Regions from separate parts of the Gossypium hirsutum genome. Here region 2 is linked to region 1. A link is a contact called in public Hi-C data. All regions are on one chromosome and are shown on one strand. Each heading gives the region's core, a stretch centred on a gene start, on an enhancer-like site or on the middle of the called end of the contact. The rest is flanking DNA. Distances are from core to core; before and after follow the strand shown.

The links. A called contact is a pair of places that touch in the nucleus more often than the background predicts.
Region 2: a contact with region 1 is called in a Hi-C map of leaf, with 2.1 times the contacts expected there. The contact joins the promoter of LOC107888909 here to the promoter of LOC107888895 in region 1. A contact is called at or near these places in 3 of 34 Hi-C or Micro-C datasets (leaf and petal).

Annotation. Positions count from the first base shown.
Region 1 is chrA09:55,671,700-55,675,802 of Gossypium_hirsutum_v2.1, reverse strand. It overlaps LOC107888895 (3-isopropylmalate dehydratase large subunit, chloroplastic), which reads left to right and starts at 2,638. Exons shown (of 15, transcript XM_016813159.2): 1 at 2,638-2,903; 2 at 3,159-3,994; 3 at 4,086-4,103. The coding sequence starts at 3,941.
Region 2 is chrA09:55,874,899-55,879,485 of Gossypium_hirsutum_v2.1, reverse strand. It overlaps LOC107888909 (BI1-like protein), which reads right to left and starts at 2,055. Exons shown (of 4, transcript XM_016813177.2): 1 at 1,705-2,055. The coding sequence starts at 1,972. It overlaps LOC107888908 (pentatricopeptide repeat-containing protein At5g18950-like), which reads right to left. Exons shown (of 1, transcript XM_016813176.2): 1 at 2,904-4,587. The coding sequence ends at 2,904.

The DNA.
Region 1 (4,103 bases), core at 1,389-3,888:
TGTCTAATGTGGTTCTTATACTTTAAAAATATCTAATGTGGTACTTAAACTATCAATTTGTGTATTATATGTTACTTGTATTTTTATAAAATATCCAATGTGGTACTTATACTTTGAAAATATTTAATGTGGTATTTAAATTATCAATTTGTGTATTATTATTATACGAGAATTAACACTTATTTTAAACTAACCAATAAAAATTCCACATGTTTTTTTTTCAAATCATCAATTTCACATAAATAATATAATATTATATGAAATGATAAATAAAACAAAAAACTGAAATGATTGTCAAAATCAATTTATTTAACCTCTAAGTTCGACAAGGCAAATAAAAATCATAAAATTTGGGAAACTTCGGTTTATATAAATATGTTTAAAAAGTTGAAGAAATTTTGAGATAAAAGTTTGTGTTTTTAAAGTTAGACATATGTTGTTTTAAATTTAATTATTTGATTTTTTATAATTTAATATAAATTTTTATTTTATTTATCTTTTTTATATAATGTTATATTATTCATGTAAAATTAGTGATTTGAAAAAAAATTTACATTTCGAATTTTTATTGGTTGGTTTAGCATTTAATAAAAGTTTTAACTTTAGCTACCATAATAATATATAGATTGATAGTTTAGGTACTATATTAAATATTTTTAAAGTATAAGTATCATAGTGAACATTTTATGAAATTATAAGTACCAAATAATACACAAATTGATAGTTTTGGTGCCACGTTGTACATTTTTAAGTACAAGTACTACATTGGACATTTTATAAAAATATTGATACCAAATAATACATATATTAATAGTTCAAGTATGAATTAGACTTTTTAAAATATAGATACTGTCGAAACCATTTTTAAAAGTTTAAAAAAACGGGGATCGATTTTAAAACGAGGTATGGAGTCGCCACCGACCTTTTTTAAGGTGTAATCGGATCACCTTGAGATTGATCATTTTAATAAAACATTTGATTTATTAAAATAATAATTTTAGGTCTACGAAAATTAAAAAAAAAGGTTCGGGAGTCGATTACGCACGAGGAAGGGTTAGCACCCTCGTGACGTCCAAAATTGGTACCGATTGATTATTAAATGTCCTACCGTTGAAAATTTGAAAGGGGGAAAAATTAAAATACGATTCCTTTAAAAATGTATGAACAATTTGAATTGGATTTTAAGATTCACTCGTTACAAAGAAATAAAATACCACATCCAGCACGTTAGGATACGATATTTTAAACCTCCAAAACTGAGATCACCTCACGCAATGAAATCTTAAAAGGGTATTCCATCATTTGGCCAAACGAAAAATCGAAACCCAACACGTTAGTGCACGATTTCTCGAATTTCCAAACATAGAACTTTGCCTTGTTTTGAAGTTTAGAAAACACAAACGAAATTTTAAAGGGATCTTCGATTATTTGAACAAACAGAAAATTGAAACCCATCACGTTAGGGCACGATTTTCCGAATTTCCAAAACATCTAACATCGCCTTTGTTTTGGAAATTTTTCCACTAAACAATTATAAAAACCGAATCGAAATACACTTGTTTTGGTTTGTTTAAGGGTAAAAACAATAATATGACATGAATAAATAATGAAAAAACACAAAGGAACGAATTAGGGCACATGCAATGGCGACATACCATATATTATAAAAAAGCTAATATACATTTGAAGGCTAATGAATTAAAAATAAATTTAAAGAAATTCTAAACAAATTAACACGGACAACATATGGCAAGTTTTAAAACAAATACAATAGATGATTTAGAAGAAGTGCAATTTGCAATCATCAATATGCCAACAAACAAATATATATAAAAATCTTAAGGTAACATACATGAAAATTTGAAATAAATCAAAATAAAAAAAAATAATATATGAAATAATAATATATAAATGAAATTTCAAAATAAATAATGTATATAAAAAAAGTAAGTAATATATAACATAGTATTTGTCAATTTAAATAAATAATATACATGAAATGAACATTTTATATATATAAAAAAAACAAAGGTATTTGTATATGAAAGTATTTAAAATAAATAAAATATACCATTTAAAATAGGGTCCTTAGAAGAAATATATATACACAAAATAATATAAAATCAATAATATATACAAAAAACATAATGTACAACACTTCAAAAATGATGATATAAGAAATATTTACATATATATAAGTGTAAAAAAAATAACAAAACAATATAGATGATATACCAAACAATATATATATGAATAAATAATATACATAAAATAGAAATAGCTTAATATAAATAATACATACATAAAGGAAATTAAACAGAAAAATAGTTGAAATGAATAGTATATAGAAAGATTTAAAATAAATAATAATAAAACAGAAAAGTAATAAACAAAGAAATCAAAACGGGGACAAATTTGAGATTAAAATAAAATCTGAGATCTAAAAACTAAACATCACATTAACAAGAGGATCCAAGTTGAATGCGCGTGAGAAAGAGAGGGACTAGCTGGAAATTATCCCCAAGCCCTCAAAAACGCTGCGCCTAGGTGCAAGCTAAATTGCAACAATACAGAAATTTCAAGGAAAATTTAAAAAAGACAAATAAAATGCAAATAGGGCCAATCGAAAGCTGGTGCGAAAGTGGGGGACTAATTGCGAAATCCTCCATTTATAGCCAAAACACAAGGTCAAGTCTTCCCCTTTCCCCCTGTTTCATTTTTCACTTGAAACTAAACTTGCTTAAAAACCCCTTTTTTTTGCTTTTAAAGAAAACTTTTGTTCTTTTTTTAAAAGAAAACCCTTAATGCCTTGGAGTATCTCTCAACTCCTTCACCTTCCTCCCTGCCTTAACAGCCCAAAATCTGACGACAAACGAAGCCCTCCCCATAGCGTAAGTACGACGGTGAGTCTCCCTCTCTTATATTGTTTACACATAGTACATAAAAAAATCAAAGAAAAATAGAAATAAAATCGAAAGAAAAACGAGACCTTAAATCACCTTTGAAGTATATTTTGATTGCTTTCTATTGATTTTGTATGTATTTCGTGTATAATTTCCCTCAAAAAACCAAGAAAAAAAAACCCGTTACCAACAAAATTTGAAGGCTTTATAGCCAAATAAAAATGGTTTCTTGCTGTTTTTTTGTTCAAATTGTAGGTGGAGAAGGGCAACGTCGGGCGTGGGTGTGAACGTGTAGCGAAGCACACGGGGGTCGTGCGTGGAGGTGCTGGTTTGCGTGCGTGGAAGCTGTCACGATGGCAGCAGTGGCGCAAAGGACCCTTCCCCTAGGGTTTCCTGGAAACTGTTAAGAAGATTGGCTACCGGGCCTGCTTTGATTTTGGGTTAGGGGTCTAATTTATTGGGCTTGTTTACTGAAATTGGGCCGGTTTTATTTTGGGTTTATTTGTAAATGGACTTATTTGATGATTTGTTTTAATTTTAGTTTTTTGTATGTGTAGCCTGGGTCAAAATTAGGTCTTACAGATACCATATTGAATTGTGGCAAAATTTTTAAAATTTTCTTGGTTTTGTTTCAAGTAAACAAGTGGGTAATTAACAACCATTAATCATTACTGATGAAATAGGTAATGTTTTAGGATTAAATTTCTTATTATATTAATAAAAAATTTGAGAGGGACTAATTTAATTAATATAAAAATGGAGTGGGATTAAAAAAAGTGTTTTTACCCAATCATTGCAACGGTGGCGGCTGAGAATATCTCTCACGGTTGAGTTTTGTTGTCGTGTTGCTCAAGTTTTTCAAAATCGATATTTGTGTTCACTGTACGTTAAAACATGTGTACGATGAAAAAGAAAAACTTGTCAGCATCAATGGTGATTCAAGTGATTTTAACTCTGTCAAAGCCGTGTTTGACGAAATGTCTGAAAGAAGATAATAAAAAGCCATCTTCTTTACCATTCTTTTGAAGCAACTCATCATGGCCTCTTCAGTTGGTTTTGCACACCCCACTTCTTCTTTGATCATTAACAAGGTCAGTATTTTTCAGCTCTCTGTTCCTTTTATTGTGACGGACAAAGATACTTAAAAACAGTTTGATTTTCTTATTGTTAATTATTGAACAGAAAGATAAATGCCTCTCA
Region 2 (4,587 bases), core at 806-3,305, 200 kb before region 1:
ATATTGTGTTGGACATGAGTACTTCAAGCAAAATATAAAGTCAGATCAACATGGGTTTAAGATAACTAAGATTTCATTTGCTACAAGAGTTAGAGGCCAATGTTACCACTTTTATCAGAAAGAAAAAGAGGCCGTTGAAGAAGGTATTCAGTACCAAATCTGAAGGTTAGTTTATGAAATTATTAGACGAACTAAGAACTTCCAATGTAACCAAACAAAGAGAAAGGCAAACTAGTGTACATTATGGGACAATTCAGAAGGCAACAAGGAGAGCATAATAGTCTTATGCCATTAATATATATTATTGATACCAACTGCAACCAGTTAATTGGTTCACACAAAGGTAAGATTATCATAGGAATGCAACAAAGTAAGAAAAACTAAGACAAAAGGATATTCATTAACTTTCCATATTTACTTTAATTTCAAAATATTAATTCAATAAATCTCTTTATCCTATTCTGACATACAAAATATAAAAAAACGAACATAAAGATCTCCAGTATTAGTTAAGGGACAGCACATACTGTCATATTAAAAACCTAATGTGACATAACTGGCGCAAAATGAGATTCTAAACCCATAAATTCCCCATGAAAAGAATCAGAATAAAGGCAAGAGCAATTAGAAAAGATATATGGAGAATATTGCAGAACACCATCCTTGTTTAGGGAACAAAGCTTCTGTCAAATCCTTTACTCAATCCTTTGAATTATTTTCTAAACAAAATGAGGCAGCTAAAAGTTCTAAATTCATAAATTCCACATGAAATGAATCCGAATAAAGCCAAGAACAGATAGAATCTATATATATACACAACAATAGAATACTGATCTTGTTTGGGAACAATATGTTTGTCAAATCCTTCACTCAGTCATATACTTCAGAATATTGTTTAAACACCAAACCCCTCACACTTGACTCAATTTTCGTTCTAAGTTTCTCATATTTTTAGGCTAGGCGTCATATGTTTCAATTATGATTAAAATATGCTGTTAGTCCCTGTACTTCTATAGTATTTGAAATCTAGTCTCTGTACTTTATAAGTTAAAAATTATATCCTCTTTCTTTTTCAATTTGAAAATCCGAGTCCAATAATTTACGCGGTTAATAGTTTCTATAAAAAATTTGTCAACTTAGCATATTCATTTCCATCCTAACAAGTCATATGGCAGCCAAATTCTTTTTCAATTTGAAAATCCGAGTCCAATAATTTACGCGGTTAATAGTTTCTATAAAAAAATTGCCAACTTAGCATATTCATTTCCATCATAACAAGTCATATGGCAGCCAAATTGGCAAATTTAGACAAAAAAAAAAACTAATAATATTATGATTGAACTAGAAACCTAAAGGACTAATGGATATTTTAACCTTCAATTATATTCTACAACTTCAGTAGCCAAATATTTTGTTCATCCAAACAAAGATGACTTCATAAAAGAATTACGTTGAAAATTCAAGTCTAAGATACGATTTATTAACAAATCTAACCTTAATCTAACACTTGCAGAGATTAAATTCATAATAAACAATGAAAATGCCCTAATTAACAGCAATATAACATATATATATATATACACTATTCAAAAGAGACCTAAAAATATTTGCTGCACAATTTAAAATTCAGCAGGATTAAAGCGCATAAAGAAAGAATCAAACTTGAACAAAAAAAAATTAGAAAAAAAAAGGTGAGGACTTTACAGACGAAGGGGATTAAACAGAGGAAGAGCAAGAGGCCAGAATTTCCACGAAGGAGCTCGTTGACCGGAGCAGAAAGAACCACGAAGGCGGAGACCACGGTGGTTAGAACCAGCTGCGCCGCCAAGATGCCGTACACCTTGCGGATAAAACCCCACCGGAGTTGGTTCTCGCCGTAGCTGAGTCCCGGGTACAAAGTCTCCCCTGATTCTAAATCTATCTCATCCGCCTTGTTGGCACTCGAGTGGCTTACGCGATCGTATCCAAACATTTTTTTTCTCTCTCTTCGAATTTTTCTTTCTCGTTGTATGTTTTCCCGGAAAATGAGAGCTGTAGAAAGAAACTGTGGGAAAACTATCGGGGGATTTAATTATATAGTATAAGGTAGCCAATCAAGATAGTTGGTACAGTGGGGACCACAGGTTGACTTCTAATTTAATTAAAATTCCGAATTAGATGAAATTAACAAAATTCATTCATCTTAAATTTATATAATTCGAATTTATCCAAATTGAATTATTAGTTTATTTAATAATTTTTTTTAGTTAAACATAATTATAAATATATTTTCTATCAAGGAAAAATAAATTTTTAATATAAGATAAAAGGGATTTTTTTTCTTCCATCTAAAACAAATAAATTTATTATTATTCGAGTTTGATATCAACTATGAACTTTTCAATTAACTTGATTAGGAATTTATAATTTTTTTTATTTTTAATTTAATCTTGTTTTGTTTGTAATTATCGTTAAAAGAAAAAGAATCTTGTTTGTTATGCTTTAGCCTTAGTTCTAAATTTCTATGCGTTAATTGACTTATTTCTTGATGTTTAGGGGCAATCACCAACCCTAAAAATGGATAGTAAAATGGACATAAAATAAACCAAAATGAAAAATATAGAAAGAAAGAAAATAGAATTATTTAAATGACTAATAATTCTATTTTAATTTTAAATGACATATTTAAAGAGTTGACTCAAATGTTGACTTGTAAAATTTTCATGAAAAGTGTTTACCCTGAACCAACTCGAATTGTCATTTTATTATTAAAGAAAAATACAAGGTACAGCTCTTCATTTTCCCTGAAAAGTACCCATGGCCGATACCCGTATCGGGCACATTCGTACATGGCTGATCCTATCCAACAATCACCTCCGAGTTTTGAGTAACATGAGATAAATGAATAAGTAGAAATGATTTGCTTAATTTGTTTCTAGGACCTCACTTAAACATGATTCAACCAGATGAGTATTCCTTTGGCAAAACTTGGTAACAATAGAATGGCATATGCTTGTTTTAAGTGCATAACCTAATCTAAACATAAAATCTAGAACAAGTAAAGAATCATCCAACCTATCACTTTCCGAGACAGATTGAACCAGTTTCTCGAAAGTCTTCTTTTGCGGTTTGAGTTGATTCTCCAGCATCTTTTTGAACCGTTCCATTCCTTCTGCAACATGTCCTCGCTTGCATAATCCAAAAATTAAGTGATTGCGAGTACAATCTTTCGGTTCTAGACCTTGACTCTGCATGTCATTTAACAAACTTTCAGCTTCTTCGATATGACCGGCTTGACATAGGCATTTTATAATAGGGGTATATGATGAAGCAGATGGCTGTAAACCCTGTGCTAAGAGTTCATGAAGCAGATTTAGACTCTCAACGACTTTTCCTTCCATGCAAAAGCCCCGGATCAGATTGTTGAACGTGATCAAATCACGAACAACGCCCTTTCGAGGCATTTCTTCAAATAAACGATAAGCTTCATCCGTCTTCCCATGTGAACATAACCCTGCTATCATGGTATTGTAACTTACTGTCATTTCACCATAACCTTTTTCGAGCATCTCCTTATATAGTCTCTCAGCCTCTTTGAGGTTATGGACCTTATAAAGACCATAAAGCAGTGCATTATAAGTGTATTCATTTGGAACCATTCCCTTGTTAATCATCTCAAACCAAAGCTTTCTGGCTTCCCTGATGTCCCCAATCTTACATAGCCCATGAATTATTGTTGTATACATGACCCTATCCGGAGAATACCCTCTATCCTTGAGATCGTTGAAAATCTGGAAACCTTCCAACCACTTTCTGTTCTTACAAAGCCCATTGATGACTTCCTGATATGTATAGATATTGGGAGCACGATCTGTAGCAATCATTGTGTGAAGAAGTTGAGATACTCTACCATAATCCTTCATCTTACAGAAAGCCGCAATCAATTTGTGAAAAGCAACCGTATCCGGCACCAACCCATCAGCCAAATTTTGCTGAAGAATTTTGTAACCTTTTGAAGCTTTCCCATCGATACAAAAGGCTTGAACCAAACACCCAAGGGTCCCAACATCAATATTGACCCCAATACCGGATTCTACCATATCCTGATACAATTTCCACATAAGATCATTCCTACCAACCTTAAGACAAGCCGATAATGCTAAATTCCAGGTCTCTATTGATGGACGATGACCGATCTCACTCAAGATTGAGAACACATCAACAGCTTCTTCAACCGATTCATTTTCACAAAGGCATCTTAAGTAACGCTCTAAAGAACCTGGCTTGGGCTCAAAACCGGTCTGTTGGAGAAAATTTCTTGCTGCTTTGGAAGCCTTAGCCTCCACAAGCTTATCAAAGAGCATATTACACGAATCAAAGTCTGGCGAAAATTCGTATTCAGACCGCAGCCAATGAAAGAAACGCAGAGAGAAAAACACATTATCTTGATGTCTCAAAAGCTCTCGGAAAAACCAGGGTTCCGAAAAATTAAAAGAGGGGAAATGTGAAACCAGTGTTTCCTCCCATCTAGAAACTGTTCTAGTAATCTTGCAAACTTGTTTGACAATGTCTAAATTAGATTGCTTTACAGAATCATTCAACTTTTCT